Linked DNA regions of Mus musculus: region 2 is linked to region 1. The links are chromatin contacts, called in public HiChIP or PLAC-seq maps. All regions are on one chromosome and are shown on one strand. The core of a region is the stretch at or near the end of the contact, and the rest is flanking DNA. Distances in the headings are between cores, read along the strand shown. Region 1 overlaps Wnt5b (wingless-type MMTV integration site family, member 5B). Region 2 overlaps B4galnt3 (beta-1,4-N-acetyl-galactosaminyl transferase 3).

Region 1 (6,088 bases), core at 217-2,716:
TTCAAATGGGAAGAGCCCCGCCCCCCTGGGGAAGGCCGTTCATCTTTGTGAATTTCCTTCACATCTGGGATCTCAGCAGACATCATTAGCGAGTGATAATGTTTTGTCCGGTGATGGAGGAACAGGGTCTGAAATAGAGTTCTTCCCCTGCCTCAAGGGGCATGAGGAGACAGGCCATCCAGGTGTGTTTTCTAGGGGGATTTGTGAATTCCTTGTGTGCAGCTACCACGGTGTAATTGTATTTTTCTTCCTCAGCAATAATAGAGATCATCATTCTTTGTGTGTGTGTGTATGTGTAAACACATACACACTCACACATATTTAAGATGAAGGGTAGAAGGTCTCATTTCCTATCCATCCTGTAAAGAGCTTGGAAATTACAACTCTGTCCCTCCTCCACTCCTCGCCCCCAGCAAATACTGCAGAGCACTCCTGAAGTTGAGAGTCCGGGGCACAGGCTCACCAAACCACTGAGATCTCATCGTGGGAATGTGGAGTGTTCCTCCCCGTCGCCCCACACCCCAACCCCCACCTTGCACATACCACCATGTTACTGAATGCCTCTATGCAACAGTTTCTTTCACTCAGTTACTACTTTGAGTATGTTCGCCTGTATCAGTTACCCTTTGTTGGGGTGATAAGACACTGGGACCCAAAGCAACTTACAGACACATTTATTTTGGCTCATGGACCCAGAGGGAGAGTCTGTCATGGGTGGAAGACAGTGAAGCAGGAAGTTGAATGCCTTCCGCTGCAAACTGAAAATAGGGAAAACCCACCCCACTGGTGATGCTCTTCTTTCAGCAAGGCTCTACCTTCTAAGGTTCCACAACCACCCCTGCGCCCCGCCCCCCAACACACACATGCATACAGTGTCACCAACTGAGGACAAAGTATTCAATTTCATGAGCCTCCAGGAATTTATATGTTGGGATTTAATTCCTTAGGGTGGCTCTGCTGGGAGGTGGGTCCCAGAGGCATAGAGTCCCAGGGTAAAAATGCTGTTCCCCATGAGTACCTGCTCTAGCCGAACAGGACCCAACAAGCAGGTCATGTGACCCAGCACAAATGCATCTCACCTTAGCAAGTTCAAAGCCCAGAAGCCCTCCCAGGAGGGAAGGGAGGAGAAAGTGAAGGGGGCATTGGAGCCACCTCCAAAGCGGCGCCTCTCCGAGGGGAGCATGGGGGCTTTTTATTTGGGAATCTTTATGAGAAAGGATATTAGTGATTGGTACATTTCTGAGCATGTTCAATTTAAGATCATAGTTCAAAAAAGGAAATATGATAATTACAAGCACTGGTGGGCATGCTCAGTCCAACATTATGAGGAGCCAGATTTACTCTAAGTCTCCTAAAAGAAAGAGTGGCTTTGTGACGTGGCTAGTTTCCCACAAGAATCTTAGTTGTAACAAAAACAAAAAACAAGTCTGAAAGCACAGCGATGCAGGAATGAGGGGCCCTGCCCACTCTTTCCATTCTCCTGTGTGTGTGATCCTGTCCTGCTTTCTACTGCGAAGCAAGAAAAACCTCACCAGATTCGGTACTCGATCATTGCGTTCCGCTCTCCGGAAACTTGAGCTGGAAGGAACTTCTTTCCTTTATACATTACTCAGTCGCAGGTATCCTGTTATAGTCATAGGAAACGGATCAGTCATGTCTGGCTGTGAAGAAAAAAACTGCAAGACAGACTAGAACTCAAATAATGAGACGGAGTAAGCATGAGCCAGACTTGGCTTTAACAGGGATGTTGGCTCTAACGGACTAGGAATTTAAAACTCTGATGGGAAGCTTGGCAGCTTGTAAGAACAGATGAGCAATGTATGAGAGAGAGAGATTGAACAGCAAATGCCACACAGCAAAACCACTTAACAGAGGCAAGGAGCACCTTCAGTGGACACAGCGAAGGAGAGTCTCAGAGTGAAGGGTGCACCAGGAGAAACCGCCAATGCTGACAATCTGCGAGGAGAAAGGGTTCCAGAGAAGGAGGTGAGAATAAAAACCACAAGACAGCCAGGTGTGGCGCACACCTTCAATCTCAGAACTCCAGGGGCAGAGGCAGGAGGATCTCTATGAGTTAGGTTACCCTGGTCTATAGAGTGAGTTCCAGGCCAGCCAAGGCTACACAGTGAGACCCTGTCTGGGACTCACCACTAAAAATAGCACTGTGAGACAAGTACAGCAGGCTGCTAACACGTGTTACAGGGACACCAAAAGGACACGAGAGGGGGAGGAGGGATTTAAAACAACTCCGCTGAGAATTTCTGCATCTGCAAGGTAACATCAGACACAAAACCACAGATCCAGGAAGCTCAAGGTGTTTCAAGCACGATGAATGCCCCCAAAGAAAACGTTTTTAAATAACAGGAAATAGAAGAAAAAGAAACAATCCTGAAAGAAGACCAAATACTAAGAATTGCCTCTGACTGCTCAGGGACTGGGCAGGCAAGGAAGAGAGTGGAGTGGATTATTTCGGGAACTGAGAGAAAGCAGTCTATCACCCTCAAGTTCTGCACCTGCTGAGATCATCCTTCCAGAGGAAGGCAACAACTCCTTTCTGGTAAACAGAGACAGGGCATTTGTCACCAGCAAAACTGCCCTACAAGAACCCATAAGAAAGATGAGCCAAGCACGGTGGCACTCAAGCATGCTAACCACAAAGAAGTGTCATTAGACGGCCAAGCATGGCGGCACACACCTTTAACCCCAGCACTTGGGAGGCAGATCTCTGTGAATTCCAGGCCAGTCTGGTCTACATGTTTCAAAAAAAAAAAATTATTACTAGAAACTTTGAAATGACCTAGTGAGGAGCTATATTTTACTGTGGAAATCAGTTTCTCTTTTGGGTTGTTAGTCTTGTTAGTAAAATAATTTGAACTTGTGTGGTGGTTTAAATATGCTTGGCCCACGGGAAGTGGCACTGTTAGGCGGTGTGGCCTTGCAGTGGATGTGGCCTTGTAGTGGGAGTGGCCTTGTTGGAGGAAGTGCGTCACTGTGGGAGTAGGCTTTGAGGTCCTATGCTCAAGCTACCCCCCAGTGCAGAGGAGACCCTGCGGAAGAAAGTCTTTTCGTGGCTGCCTTCCATCAGGATGTAGCACTCTTGGCTCTTCCAGTATCGTATCTGCCTGGACACTGCCGTGCTTCCCACCATGATGATTATGCACTGAACCCCTAAAACTGTAAGCCAGCTCCAATGAAATAGTTTCCTTATAAGACTAGCCTTGGGGGCTGGTGAGGTGGCTCAGCGGGTAAGAGGACTGACTGCTCTTTCAAAGGTCCTGAGTTCAAATCCCAACAACCACATGGTGGCTCACAAACCACCTGGCCGACCTGAGGGAGCAGAGGTACTAAATTCAATTCTGAACAACCAGATGAAGGTTCACAACTATCTGTACAGCTACAGTGTGTACTCATATACATAAATAAATAAATCTTAAAAAGAAAAAAAAAAAAAAGACTAGCCTTGATCATGGTGTCTATTCTTAGCAATAAAACCCAAACTAAGACAAGTAAGATTTAGTAGGAAGCTTGAAGCTGATTTTATTATTAGGATTGCAGAAAAAAAAAAAAAAACAACAGACTGAGCAATCTCTACCTCTCAGCAGTCGCAGGGAAGGGATATGGAGAAGAGGACAGACAGCCATGCCTCTTGAGTCAGCGCAGCAAGCAGACACATAGAAGCAAGCAGTAAGGTTGCTTCAGGAAACGTCTAAAGTATCAGAGAAAACACATTCAGACTTTGGCTATTATCCAAAAGGGAGAGAGAGATAGAAGATGGCCTTTGGTCCCAGGCCTCAGGAGGCAGAGGCAGGGAGCTCTCTGAGTTCAAAGCCAGCCTGGTCTACAAAGGCAGTTTCTGGCCAGCCAGAGTTACATAGTGAGAGCCTGTTTCAAAACAAGGCAGAAAAGAAATGTAGCTGGGTATGGTGGTGCACGCCTTTAATCCCAGCACTTGGGAGGCACAGACAGGCAGATTTCTGAGTTCAAGGCCAGCCTGGTCTACAAAGTGAGTTCCAGGACAGCCAGGGAGGGCTACACAGAGAAACCCTGTCAAAAAAAAAAAAAAAAAAAAGAAGAAGAAGAAAAAGAAAAAGAAAAGAAATGTTACACCTTTCTGAGTTCGTGGGCAGGCTTAGCAGAGCTAAAGAAGAGGACAAGGAAGAAGAGGAGGAAGAAGAGAGGAGAGGAGGAGGAGGAGGAAGAGGGGGAGGAAGAGGTGGTGGCAGGGGTTCCTTCTTCGCACCCCAGAACTGTCTGTGCAGAGAGTGGTTCTTGAGGCATGAACTGACTGTTGTATGAAGTTCACTCTTAGAGACCCAGGCTTGCCTGGTTGGGGGGGGGGGAGAGCCTTAATTGAAGTTAATGCTCTTTTCCTCCCTGATTAGCCCCTCTCAGCTTTGGCCAATGTCTTAGTTACTTTTCTATTACTGTGATAAGACACCACGACCAAGGCAACTTATAAAATTAAAAAGTGTATAATTTGGGCTTACAGTTTCAGAGTCCATGATGGCAGTGCAAACGCATGGTGGCAGGAACAGCTGGGAGCTCATATGTTGATCTGCAGGAGGGAGGGAGGGAGAAAGAGAGGAAGGGGAGGGAGAGAGGGAGAGGGGTGGGGGGAGCACTCAAGAATGAGCACTGGGAATCATAGATTCTTTTGAAACTTCAAAAACCGCTCCCAATGACAGTGACACACTTTCTCCAACAAGGCCACACCTCCTAATCCTGCCCAAATAATCCCATCAACTGGGAATCAAGGATTCGGACATATGAGTCTATGGAGGCCGTCCTTATTGAAATCAGCACAGCAGCTATGGCATCCTGCCTAGGGAACAATGGCCTTAGTACTGGTTTGTGGTGGTTTGGGAAATGTCCCCCATATGCACATTCATTTGAATATTTGTCTCCAGTGGGTAGTGCTATTGGGGGAGGCTTTGGAGATGTGGCCTTGATGGAGGAAGAACATTACTGAAGGTGGGATTGAGATATTATAACTCTACCCCACTTCCACTTTGCTCTCTGGACTTTGTGCTTGAATTTAAGGATGTGAGCTCTCTGCCGCCTGCTCCCGCCACTCTGCCTGCAGCTCACTGCCATGCCCTTTGAGACAGACTCTCTGGAGCATAAGCCACAATAAACTTTCATCCATAAGGTGCTTCTGGTCTTGGTGTTTTGTCACAGCAACATGAAAGGTAAATAATACAGGTTTTCTCTCTCACATGCCTACTGAATGGCATGTCAGGGACCTCTGACACCAGGGTAAGGGAGGTGTGGGAATGTGAGACAGGCAGGAAGGCAGCCAAGAAGGGTGCTCACAGAGCCAGTAGAAGGTGATGGTTGTAGGCTGTGGGAGCGCCAACCTTTGTCCAGGGTGGAGTACATCTGAGAGTACCAGGGCCAGAGTTCCCATTCGAGGCTCCTGTCCGTCATTGTTGAGTGCTGTTCCAAGGAGTGTTCACTCCTGGTGCTCCATGCCTAGCAGGTAACCAGAGGTATGTGTAGGAGCTAGCAGTGGGAGTGTGGGTCAGGGTTTGAGGTGGAGCAAGGAGTGGGTAGGCCTGGCAGGATCTTCTGTGGCTGCTACAACTACAAGCTGAGTTGGGGGAGGGGCTGTCTTGTTCCTGGTGAGCGTCTTTCATGTGTCATGAGTGGCTTTTTGTTTGTCTACAAAGGGAAGGACGAATGGGGTTAAAGAGGGAGTAGTGTCCTTGTCAGGTCAAGGGTTCGGTGATGTGTGAGCACTTGTGCTGGGATTATGGATCGCTGTTGGCCTGTGTTCTCCCCTGCAGCCCGTTCATAGGGTCTGGGTGGTATGGCAACGCCAGGAGAGCTGAGATGTCACCATCTCAGAGCATGTCACTTCACAGGCAGAGCACAGGCTACCCCAGGCTAGCTCAGAACTCAGCTCCTTCTACCTTGCTCTCTTTATCCCAAGGACAGTGGCCAGTTAAACATGTGTTACCTGTGTGGCCTTCGTTTACCTCCAGCTGTGACTGTAAACTCTTAGTCCTGTAGACTAGGATCCTGCCCCTACAGCTTAGATATCTTTGAATATACCATGTTTTTACATGCCGTTCGCTGCTTCCAACTT
Region 2 (6,594 bases), core at 3,003-5,502, 750 kb before region 1:
TCCTGACTTTTTGAAGTAGATTTCAGTGTAGTTGACCAATGCCCTGCTCTGCTCCCCAAATGCACCTGCAGAATTAAGAAAGTTAAAGATTTTTTTTTTTTATAGATTTATTTATTTATTATATGTAAGTACACTGTAGCTGTCTTCAGACACTCCAGAAGAGGGCGTCAGATCTCGTTACGGATGGTTGTGAGCCACCATGTGGTTGCTGGGATTTGAACTTCGGACCTTCGGAAGAGCAGTCGGGTGCTCTTACCCACTGAGCCATCTCACCAGCCCAAAGTTAAAGATCTTACTGTAGGCTTCCAGCAAGCAGTAGGTAAAGTGCAATACCTGTGAACTTGCTTCTATTTTTGGCACAGGAAGCACTCCCTGGGATTCCAGGCCCTTGCGCAGGGCCACGGGGCACAGCTGTACCTGCTGTATACGACGGGGATGGCCCTCTTCCCAGGGTTCCCCCTGCCGAGCAGAGCAGTGTGTCTGCACAGATGGCCCAGTGGCACTCCTTGGGTAGATGGCTTGAGTGTGCTGGAGCACTCAGGGTGGCCTTGCTTTGGTGTAGGATTCTTCTCAGATTCAGAGAGACCATCTCTCTGAAATAATGGGGATCTGCCACTCACTGCCTCCCCTTCAGCGAGGAGTCAGTTCTCAAGAGGTGACAGGTGGCTGAGCCTGACAATCTGTTTGATCATACACGTTGGAAGGAGATGGCTGACTCCCACAAGCTGTGGCCTCTATCCTCCTCACGCATTGTAGAACATACTCTCTCAATGATAATAAATGAAAATGTAGACTAGGCTGGGTGTGGTGGCGCATGCCTTTAATCCCAGCACTCGGGAGGCAGAGACAGGCGGATTTCTGAGTTCGAGGCCAGCCTGGTCTACAAAGTGAGTTCCAGGACAGCCAGAGCTATACAGAGAAACCCTGTCTCGAAAAACCAAAAAAAAAAAGAAAATGTAGACTAAATGAGTGAGCCTGAATCAGGCACTCCTTGGCCATACTCGCAGTTTTTCTTCTTTGCCCTACTTCCCAAGAACAAGTAGAGATTGGTAGTTTTGTGTGAAGTTTTCCAGGTGTTAAATATTGCCTCAGATCCTCTAAAACACTGTAAGTTCTAAGGAGCTTGTAGCTCCTAAATTAAGGTTCTGCTGTCTAGCAGGTATACAAACTTTGAGGAGAAACAATTTTAAAAAGTTATTCTCTAGGGGCTAGAGAGATGAGGGCTCAGCGGTACAGTGCTTACTGTACGTGGTGGTTTGACTGAGAATGGCCCCCATAGGCGCATGCATTTAAACACAGGGTTCCAGCTGGTGGAGCTGTTTTGGAAAGTCTAGGAAGTGCAGCCTTGATGGGGGAAGTCTATCACAGGTGCTGGCTTTCAGGGAGGTTTAAAGCCCCGGCTCATTTCTTCTGCTCATCTTCTTCAGCATCCTGTTCCATCCTGTTATGCCTGCCTGCTGGACTCTAACCCTCTGGAACTATAATCGATAGGAAACTCTTTGCTGATGAGTTGCCTTGGTCACGGTGTGCTTTATCACATATGTATTTATAACTAATACTCTGTGTAGAACAAGGACTTAAGCTTGGATCCCTAGCACCTATGCAAAGAGCTAGACATGGCAGTGCCTGCCTGTTATCCCGATGTTGGTGGGGCATGGACGACACAGGTGGATCCAAGGGGCTTGCTGACCATCCAGTCTCAAAAAATGATGTGGACAATAGACAAGGACACCCTATAATGACCTGTCGTCCCCATGTGTGTGCAGCCAGACATACCTACCTCCACAGGCATAGACCACCCTCCACACACTCAAACCTGCGCATTCTCTTGCCAGAGATGCACAAAAGCTCCGTGAGCAGGCATACGTACTTACCGGGTTTATGGAAGAAAGCCCATCTGAGATTTTGACAACATAAACTGTGCTTGTGCCCTACATGATGGCTCCTCCCATGTCTTTTAGGTGAATCAGGGCTGCCTATAGAAGCTCCAGTGTTGGTGGTGGGAAGGGAAGGTATTAATTGGCCAGGACAGAATGACAGTGGAAGGCATGGATGCTGTCGGTGTGGACATTCAGCACACGTACCAAAGTAATCACGTTATGCTGCCCAGTCGATGGGTGGTGAGTGGTTGCTTTGAATTTCCTTGCTGCCCATCCCTGGATCCCCAGGCCTTCCTACTGCCTGCTCATCAATGGACCTCCCCATAGTACTGTGTAGTTGGGGTGACCTCTGTTTTCAGGGGTCAGTGTTCCTGCTATCTATGATGCTGGGTAGGTACTTTGAACTTAGTCCTGGATGAAACTGAGTGGTAGGCCTGACTCCTGACTGGGCAGAGTATTCCTTAACGAGTCACTTAAGCTAGGAAGCTTAATTTTCTTCAATCTTTTCTCTTTTTTAAAAAAAGATTTATCTATTTATGTATATTTTTTTTTGTCTGGATGTAGATCTGCACACCAGAAGACAGCATCAGATCCCAATGAACTGTAGTTCTAGATGGTTGTGACCCACCATGTGGGTGCTGGGGTTTGAACTCAGGACCTTTGGAAGAGATCCAGTGTTCTTAATCATTAAGCCAGCTCTCCAGCCTCTTCATCCTTAAAATAGGGTTCAGTATTACTAATATTTGAAGGGTAGTTGTGAAGAGGATGTACAGATATGATCATTTCTACACCGTGATCAAGAAAGCATCATCCGTTTGTATATGGGGATTGAACCAGGCTCTTGTGCATGCTGAAGGAAATATCCCACCACTGTGCTACACATCCTAGCCCCTCCTTTCTTGGCTTGTCTTTTATGCAAAGGCTTAGAGAAGTTTGGATCCAAGAACTATGGGATGAGGGTTGTCCAGTGACATGATCTATTGTTCCCTAAAAGTTGTTGGCTCCCAGTTAGCCCATAGTGAACCACCAAGGGAGCCTGAGAATTCGAATACAGCAGCTCTGTATGGGGCCCAGCCATCATTACAAATCACATTTTGATGATCTTGATTGACAGGTGAAGCTGGGAGCTACCCTGTTCATCAGAGGCAGAGATGTCTTCTGACGATACTTCTGCCTTTTCACTTAGACTATGCGGCAGGCAGTGTGGTCCTTCCAGCAGGAACTCAGTGTATAGGAGAGACTGGTGGATTCATGAGTGCTTCTGAGCTGGCTGGAAAGGCCACACTCTCCATAGACCTGCCCCGTGCCCTAGGTAGGATCCAGGTCCCTCTAAGGCTCAGTGCAAAGGGTAGAGGAAACCACGCCGGGATATCTTGCTGGGCTTCACAGGAGACTGGATGGGTGTGGATTGGGTTTTCTGATCAGGAGGATGAGATCTGATACAGCTGCAGGTTAGCTTGCCCATCACATTCCTTAGGACACAGGCTCAGTAGTTGACTGACCTGTGAGTTGTCACCTGTTGACAGGGCTTTCTGTGTCCTAAGCTGAGATTCCAGCTCCTGCGCATTTGGCTGTCGGGTGCTCTAACTTGATGCAGTTGTCATTGGTGAGCCCTCTTCTGCCTGCCAGTCATGTTCAGCACTTTCTTTCTTTCTTTTTTTTTCCCAGCACTTTCTTAGTACACATTCAGGGTGGAAGCAAAGTATTCGATTACAGCCACAGGTAACAAACACTCTGGGTATTGCATCCCAAATGATAAGGACAAGGATGTTGGGGAGATAGTGCTGAGAGACATGGGAAGAAGAGTGTCGGTTCACACCTGCAATCCCAGGATTTGGAAGGCTGATGCAGTGGGATCTCTATGAGTTTAACTCCAGCTTGGACTATATATCTAGTTTCGGGCCAGTGAGCCCATCTTGAAAGGCAGAGGGATAGGAGCAAACATATGAAAAGAATGCAGACAGGTAAAAGGACAATCCTGGGGTGACAAAGCCAAGAAGGGTACAGCGAGGTCAAAGCGAGCCTGGGGCCTGTGGCTTAATCGTAAGCAGACTGCTTGGCCCTAGGTGACATCGTTGAATAAAGTCTATATGACAGTGAGGAAATGAGTATGCAGATGATCCCTGTTACACTGTGGTGTTGATGTCCTTGTGACTTGTCATCCTTGATCACCCTGCTTGGTTAAACAAGTTCCTGGATAGGAAACCCTACCAAGATGAGATACAGTGTTTCAACAGACGCAGTAAGGTAGAAAGTTTTGGCCTGGCATTCATTTCCAGCCAGCGTTTCCCAGCAGTGAGATCCCAGGGATTGTGGGGCGTTGTGCACAGTGACTCACCTGACCACAAGGCTTCCCTGGTTTATAGCCCAAATACCTGTTCCTTCTCACTTCCACACCTCTCACCACTCAGCAGCCACACCCTACAGTCTCGGGGCCTCTGCTGTCTCCATCACCAGGCAGGAAACTGTCACTTATACCCTCTTCCCGCTGGCCCCCTCCTCCCTCCTCGCTGGTGTGTCTCCTAGGAGCCAGAGTTTTCTGCGATCAGTTGACAGATCCTCCCTGGGCTCTTGTACAAAGCCCATTTCCTGTCTGTGTCTCAGATTTCTGACCTATAAAGTGAACCTCAGGCTTACAGCTTGCAGTGTGGAGCTGTGAATGAGGTCTTTGGGGGAAATGTTCCTTGCCAGATGAAAGATGGCACATTGAGATCCTCTCTGTATGTCTCTCCGTCTCTGTCTGTCTCTCTCTTTCTCTCTCTCTTGTGCGCGCGCACACACACACACACACTCCATCCTTACTATTTATCATACAGATAAGAAGTCATGTAGGTCTTGGAACCCTCGATGACCCCACTTTCCAAACCTACTGACCTCGTACAGTCTTCAGCTCACCCACCCGTACCCCATTAGATGCGGCCAAGCACCTCCTTTCACCTCTGAAGAAACCTAAGTGTAACACAGGCTCAGGGAAAAGAGACTTGAGGCTGGGGCATAGCTTAGTGGTAGAACACTGTTGCAGCTGCTCGAGGCCGAGAGTTCTGTCCTTTGGTCTTTGTGTAGCTAGATGACACACAGTAGACAATTCATTAATTACTGATTAAAAGAAGGAATGAGTGCAGGAGTTAACCATGAAGCTTGCAGTAGCTTTTGAGTCTCTGCTCCGGAGAATACTTGGTGGAGTAAGGAGTGTTGTCTCTTCTTAAGTTTCTTTACTGTTAAAGCTGGCTTCCTTGCCACTGGGTTTTTTCACGTCATTGAGAAAGTGACGGTAAATTGCGTCAGCAAAGCAGTGACAAGCACAGTGAGGCTCCGTGGGGACTTGTTGGATTTTCTTCCAAAGGAACCTCTTCGTCCTTTGCTCTCTTGCTCTCTGTTAAGGTTAAATGATCCCACTGCTCACTGAGGGAGGGAGGCGAGGTGCCTGGCGGCCCTCAGAGAGCTTAGGGTTTGCCTGGGGAGAGGAGCCAAGCTCTACCCCGCTGAGCTGAGGTGGAGATGCAGAGTGCAGGGGCAGGCCCTGGGGACAGTAGTTATGGGTTTCCACGGGATCCTTGGCTGTGTGGCCTCATCAGCTCGCTCTTCCCCAGTGATAGGACTGTGATCCTATTCACCTCAGTGGCTCTTCTTGGCAAGTTTTTCCCCTGTTCTTTTTGGTAGTGGCTTGTTGGGCCCAGTTTTCAGCCAGGAACACCTAAGCTCAGGAAGAGGGTGTGGACCTCAGAAGAGGCAAAGTGCAGAGTCAGAGGAGGTCCGAGTGGTGCCATTGGCCGTTCTGAGTCAGGTCTCTTTCTCTGGAGCATCAGTCAGTCAATGACATCAGGCCGCTTGGAGATCATCTTTAGGCGTGGCACATTTCTTTGTGCTCAGGATGACAACACAAACTTCCAGTTGAGCAGGCAGCTTTCAGAGGATGAGATTTTTATGTCCTGTCTCACCACATGCAGAGTTGGTTATGGAAGATAAAGTATAGTAGGATGAGGTGGCCACACACAGGGCCGCATTTTTTTTTTAACACAATAGGCTGAATTAATTTTATTAATATGCAAATCAAATTATTGAATGTATGGCCCTTGCAGTTACAAAAATGCACAGATGTCTACATACTTGAGATGTTTGCTTGAAAAGATTCTTCAACAGCAGTTACGGTTACACATCCAGCCGCCTCATCTAGGTGGAGATGACGTGCTGACAGGCTGCTGTTTACAGGGAGGTATTTTGAGCATCTCCTGACAAGGGGACAGTAGAGATTATCTTCTACATAGGACGAGGCCGCTGAGGGTTCCTCTGTGAAGAGTAGGTGGACACTGTGACAGTGACAGCAGAGACCGAACGGATGGAGGTGGTCGTCCTGAGCCTGACACCCTGAGAGCACTGAGAGTGGGAGAGGCCAGGATGTAAGAAAAGGGTGTGATGCTACTGAGAAACAGTGCAGTGCTCCCAAGCCCCTGGAAAAACAGTGTGGTGCTCCCATGCCACTGAAGGAAGGCATGGTAACATTCCTCACACCCTTTTATATCCCCTTAGCCATAAAAGACAGGCATAACAGCCACGGGGGAGACAGTCTCCTTTACTCCCATCCCTTTTTACAAAGATCTTCCCACCTTGTGCCCATATAAAATAGGTACCAGACTGAAAGTTGTGGGAAAGAAAGAAAACCAAGGTCAATAAAAGGAAGGGAGGAGAGCTGGAGAAAGGGTGAGTCTGGGAAGGA

Evidence for each region. HiChIP or PLAC-seq counts read pairs in DNA pulled down with a chosen protein or histone mark.
Region 2: an H3K27ac HiChIP or PLAC-seq map of regulatory T cell precursor shows a contact between it and region 1, with 5 times the contacts expected there. The contact joins two enhancer-like sites. A contact is called at or near these places in 1 of 484 Hi-C or Micro-C datasets (bone marrow-derived macrophages), 7 of 115 datasets of contacts at active chromatin or transcription factors (CD4 T cells, bone marrow-derived dendritic cells, embryonic stem cells and 3 more) and 1 of 9 other capture datasets (embryonic stem cells).

Annotation. Positions count from the first base shown.
Region 1 is chr6:119,505,264-119,511,351 of GRCm38.p6, reverse strand. All of the region lies in intron 1 of Wnt5b (wingless-type MMTV integration site family, member 5B), which reads left to right. Among named protein-coding and RNA genes, the nearest start is that of Gm30690, 9.7 kb to the left of the region's middle. Within about 2 kb of position 1,466, at least 48 of the 459 cell types and tissues checked have an H3K27ac peak or open chromatin away from gene starts, as enhancers often do. A contact at or near this core is called in regulatory T cell precursor, where this site is marked.
Region 2 is chr6:120,262,094-120,268,687 of GRCm38.p6, reverse strand. The region is part of intron 1 of B4galnt3 (beta-1,4-N-acetyl-galactosaminyl transferase 3); the gene reads left to right. Among named protein-coding and RNA genes, the nearest start is that of B4galnt3, 30 kb to the left of the region's middle. Within about 2 kb of position 4,252, at least 55 of the 459 cell types and tissues checked have an H3K27ac peak or open chromatin away from gene starts, as enhancers often do. A contact at or near this core is called in regulatory T cell precursor, where this site is marked.